Linked DNA regions of Sus scrofa: region 1 is linked to region 2. Evidence: chromatin contacts called from public HiChIP or PLAC-seq data. All regions are on one chromosome and are shown on one strand. Each heading gives the region's core, a stretch centred on a gene start, on an enhancer-like site or on the middle of the called end of the contact. The rest is flanking DNA. Distances are from core to core; before and after follow the strand shown.

Region 1 (2,700 bases), core at 197-2,696, 190 kb after region 2:
CTGCACAGGGACCAGTTTGCTCCAGCTCCCCACATGTTCCACATAGATCTGTGCAAAGCCTCCCTCAAAACCACGTCCCATTGTTTCTCTGACTTTTCTCAGGCCCAACTAAACTTCATCAGCTGATCAACACTGCTGGGTGTAGATAAAAAAAAAATCACAGCCAAATTCCCCTGTAGAGTTTTGCCTCAGAGAAGAAACGCTGCCTATTAGTGGTCCAGAGGACAAGAGGAGCTTGGACCTCCAACCCTAATAGGGATGGAGTAGGATAGTTACTCCGGTAGTTTGTAGAAGTCCCAAAAGGTACCATAGATAGAGAGGGAAACCTAGGGAACTTTGGGAGATCACTGTGAGTTAATAATCACTTAAGAAAGCCATCGGATCGAAGTAGGCTTACCACAAATAAAAGCAGGAGATATGCCTTTCAGGTCATTACCCTTTATGACCAAGTGCAGGAGTTTAAGGACCGCTCTTCCGCTGATTTGAATAAGCACCATGACAGTCCTAGTTTGACCTTTTAGGGTCAAATACCCTCTTACCAGATACCAAAGAGGAGCTACTGCTCAAAGAAAGAAGAAGAGGCAGTCTTTTGCCACCCCCACTTCCCTTGGGTTATAAAACTGTCACCCAGCTACTCCCCAGGGCAGAGCCTCCTTGCCTGTCCACTTGCGCCTCTCACAAGCATCCTATCTTAATAAATCAATCTATTTCTTGCCTATCACTTTGTCTCTCACTGAATTCCTTCTGCACTGAGGCACAAGGAAGCCAAACCTCAGTAAGTGCAGACACTGGGTAAGTGATTCTAAATTAAAAACCATAGGTTCAAGTTCCAATCTGGATTCTGGCTGGGTAAGAATCTCTGCATGTGAGTTCAAGTCCTGGTCTGGGGTTCTGGCTGGGTTTGAGTCATAAGTGTTGTCATTTTCACACCTGTCCCTCCCTCTCCACATATCCAGCCCCTCTAGTTTCCTGTTTCCCCAGAGGGAGCTGGCAAACCACACACACCTGTGGCCACCCTGCCTGAGGGTATTATCAGAGGCAGAATCATCTAAACCACGTGTCTCTCTCAGATCCGGAGAGCCCTTAGCGTCTCAGAAATACCTAAAGTGTCCATTTATTGAGTAGACCGGTCCAAACCTTAACAAGTAAGTATATGGTAAGAACTTAGTAGCTGTTTGAAAGTCATGTACATGAATTTTAAGAGACTTTTTATTTCATTTTTACATAACTGCAACCATTAGTTATTAATGGGGTATGTGGACTTTGGGGGCGCTGCACAGCTTCTCAATCCTCGCAATCAGATTGTATGTAGCCTGCCCCAGGGTGACTTCCACATGGCACTGAAACTCAGCTTTACGAAGACAGGGTCATGGCTTAAAGGGCTGCAGTGTCGTCTGATGTGAAGACAGCATCTCCCAGCGTGTCCAGCAGAGGGCGCGCCTTCCCCAGAACTGAGCATGCGCAGCTAGCGCTTCTCCCTCCCCCGGGCTCCGGACTCCTGGCCCCCTGCCCCTCCGCCTGGGCCAGCAAGAATCAGGTAAAGTATGGAAGAACAGGAGGGTCCTGGGCTGGGACGTTGTCTAACCAGGTAGGAGCCTGCTTCAGGGGTCGTCGCTAGCATAGAGCACAGGCGCCGGGGTCCCTGCTCCCGAGACCCCACCTGTGCGCAGCTTGTTCCCAGGGGCCTGGGATGAGGTAGAAAGATGCCGCCTTAGGGCCAAAAGGGGACCAGTGGCGGGACGCGCTCCAGCCGCACGACTTTCTTAGGCCACCTCCGGGGGCGGACCCTGACAGACCGCGGGAACCGCAGGCAGCCCCTGGGCCACGTGACACAGAACGCTAGACGGAGGCGCTCTGGCAGTGAGCCAGGTGTGGTCCATGGTGCGGCTGCTGCAAGCCTGCACCGGCCCTGGGTCTGTCTCTGCGATCTGCAGTCCTAGGAGCCATCCCCGGGCTGGGGCCCCAGCCTCGAACACAGCTGAGGACAAAGAAGATGCTCTGCAAAGGCGTTTAAAAGAATTCAGAAAGAAGACAAAAAATACACAAGCCGTGTTCAAAGTATTTAGTTTTGAAGTGAGAATATAGGCTATTTTCTTGTGTTTCTGTATCTTTTAGACTTTCTAAATTGCGTAGATATCACCAGGATAAACGTTTTAAAGCAGTGGTTTACTCACAAAGCATTCCTCTCCATCTAGGAGGGCTAAAGTCTGAAAAGGAAGAATGCAAACTCCAGGGGCCTGGACGAGTTAGGTGAATGAGAGGGCAGAGCTGAACAAAAGGCAATAGGGAGAGGTGGGGACTACAGAGAACCATTTGCTCTGAAGGAAGCAGACCCCCTCCAGCTCCAGCTCATCTTTAATCTTAAAATCCTGAGGGCTGGCGGGTTTTACAGATAGGAAAAGGGGAGGGTAGAAGCAGCTGCAAGAAGCTCCCATGAGAGGGCAGGAGGTGCAGGAGAGCGGGGTGCTGGCGCCACCTGCCGTCTCCGTGGTTGCACCTTCCAATGAGCAGCACCCTGACCCACCAGCGAGTGACTGAGGAGTACTTCCACTCGCCACCGCCCGCCTCCTTTCATCTGCTCAGCAAAGCGAGTTGTCTGACCTCTCAAAGACTTTGTAAGAGGGGCGAGGGGGGCAGTGAAAACTCCTAGGAGGTGGCCTTGGGGCAGGGAAAGATTTCTTAAGGCAAAAAAGAACATAA
Region 2 (2,700 bases), core at 150-2,649:
CTACACTACAGCTCACAGCAACGCTGGATACTTTAACCCCCTGAGCAAGGACAGGGATTGAACCCAGGGATCAAACCTACATCCTCATGGATACTAGTCAGGCTCCTTACTGCTGAGCCATGATGGAACTGCTACTGCTTCTGCTTCTTCTTCTTTTTTGTTTTGTTTTTTTGGTTTTTTTTTTTTTTGGTTTGGTTTTTTTTTTTTTTTTTTTTTTTTTTTGGTCTTTTTAGGCATATGAAAGTTCCCAGGCTAGGGGTCAAATTAGAGCTGCAGCTGCCAGCCTACACCACAGCCACAGTAATACGGAATTCAAGACCCCTCTGTGGCCTACACCACAGCTCACAGCAACTCCATATCCTTAACCCACTGAGCGAGGCCAGGGATTGAACACATCCTCATGGATACTAGTTGGGTTCATAACCCACTGAGTGACAACAGGAACTCCTATCTTGGGATACTGAGTAGAATTCCCTGTGCTATAGTAGAGCCCTGCTGTTTGTCCTTGCTATATATAATTGCTTGCATCTGCTAACCCCAAATCCCCAGTCCTTCCCTCCCCCACCCCACCACCCCCATCTCCTCTTCTTACAATGACTCCAGTCCTATTGGGTCAGAGCCCACTTACCTCATTCTAACCTAGTTGCCTCCATAAGGACCTTACGTCCCCATAAGCTCACATGCTGAGGTACCAGGGGCTAGGACCCCAGCATACAAATAGAGGGACGCAGTCCATCCCATAATATCAAGACTTGGTGGGCTTGTGCTGCCTCCCTGCACCAAGAAAGTGGGCCTGGAGGTGGCAGGAAGTCCACCAGAGGCTTTGGGTGCCTCTACACAGGCTGCAGGCCACCAGGGCCACCAGCCACTTCTCCCCGCTGCCACCCAGGCGGCAACAGTAGGAAGGAGGGTGGCCCAGAGCCAGCCAGAGTGCCAGCAACCCTGTCGTCAATCATCTGACAGCTCACTGCCTGCTCTGGGCTCTAAAATAACACATCGATTTTGGAGCCAAGGCTAACTTTAGTTACCAGTGATGCCGCTAACAGGGGAAAATAAGTCATCATCATTAGAAGTGAATCCAAATGAATGAGCTTGCCTGGGTCTCACTGGGATTTGGGCTGCTGCTTTTTTTTTTTTTTTTTTTAATAGTCATAGTTTGCTGACATAGTTCTTCCTAGTCTGAAGCAACATGAAAGAAACATTTTACCCAGTATGACACATTACCATTTGGGAAATATTAAGGCATTGATTATTCTGCTTATCTATTGCTGTTTTACAAACCATCCCAAGATTTAGTGGCTTAATACAGCCCATTTTATTATCTCTCACTACCTGGTGGATCAGAAAGTGGGGCAGGGTGATCCTTCTGCTCTGAGTGACATGCCCAGGGTTTCTGCAGAGTGCCCAGCTGGCAGTGCAGCAAGGAATCCAAGAAGAGAGGCTGGGAGCCACGTCCAAGTCCAACACCAGAGGTGGAGAGAGCAACTTGGAGAGGAGCCAAGGGAACCAGCGGCTGGCATGTTAGGTTCCAGTCAGCAACAGGGGGACGTCAAGAGCAAAGGCGTCCAGCTGGCAGAGCAGCCCCAGACTCACCCACACTCACACCTGTTCACATGGACACTCACACGCACTCACACTTGCTCACATGCATACACTCACCCACACTCACATGCACACTCTCACACACTCACCCCTGTTCACATGGACATTCTCACCCACACTCACACCTGCTCACACGCACACACCCACACTCACGCCTGCCCATATGCTGCCTCATATAACACCACACTCACACCTGCTCACATGTGCACTCATACACACATTCACCCACACTTATACCTGCTCACATGCACACTCACACACTCACGCCTGCAAACATGCACACTCTCAGGTACTCACCCACACTCACACCTGCTCACATGCACACTCACACATACATTCACCCACACTCTTACATGCACACTCACCCACACTTAACCTGCTCACATGCACTCATACCTGCAAACATGCACACACAACCACTCGCACCTGCCTACACGCTGCCTTATATAACACTCACCACACTCACACCTGTTCACATGCACACTCTCACCCACACTCACACATGAACACTCTCACACACTCACCCACATTCACAACTGTCCACATGCACACTCTCACACATGCTCACCTATATTCACACTTGCCCACACATTCTTATATTCACACTCTCTTACTCATATCTGCTCATACACACTTTCATGCACACACCTGCTCATACATGTGCTCCCCCTCATTTACACACTCACCCACACTCACACCTGCCCCCACACATGCTCTCAAAGACACACACACAGTGACACCTGCCCACACACTCATATTCACATTCACACCTACTCATACCCTCATGTGCTCTCCCTCATTTACACACTCACAGTCACACATACTCATACACATCTGCACACTCACATTCACACACTCTCACAGACTCACAGTTACCCTCACACATCCACGCACACACCACTCACACACACTCACACTCAGAGACTCTCATACACACAATGTCACCATAGCACTAAGCTGTGGCCCCCTCGAGGACAGTTATATAGAACATGTGAAGTGGAATCACCTCCAGGAATTCCTAAGAAGATGTCCACCAGGTCACAGGCCTGGCCAGATGCTGGCAAGCATCAGGGAGGGGAGGTGACAGACATGAGGGTG

What was found. HiChIP or PLAC-seq counts read pairs in DNA pulled down with a chosen protein or histone mark.
Region 1: a contact with region 2 is called in an H3K27ac HiChIP or PLAC-seq map of skeletal muscle, with 5 times the contacts expected there. The contact joins two enhancer-like sites. A contact is called at or near these places in 9 of 47 Hi-C or Micro-C datasets (alveolar macrophages, embryonic fibroblasts, epiblast stem cells and 4 more) and 2 of 2 datasets of contacts at active chromatin or transcription factors (alveolar macrophages and skeletal muscle).

What each region holds. Positions count from the first base shown.
Region 1 is chr15:59,124,400-59,127,099 of Sscrofa11.1, forward strand. No RefSeq gene overlaps it. Among named protein-coding and RNA genes, the nearest start is that of HS6ST1, 59 kb to the left of the region's middle. Within about 2 kb of position 1,447, at least 52 of the 83 cell types and tissues checked have an H3K27ac peak or open chromatin away from gene starts, as enhancers often do. A contact at or near this core is called in skeletal muscle, where this site is marked.
Region 2 is chr15:58,936,717-58,939,416 of Sscrofa11.1, forward strand. No RefSeq gene overlaps it. Among named protein-coding and RNA genes, the nearest start is that of HS6ST1, 130 kb to the right of the region's middle. Within about 2 kb of position 1,400, at least 5 of the 83 cell types and tissues checked have an H3K27ac peak or open chromatin away from gene starts, as enhancers often do. A contact at or near this core is called in skeletal muscle, where this site is marked.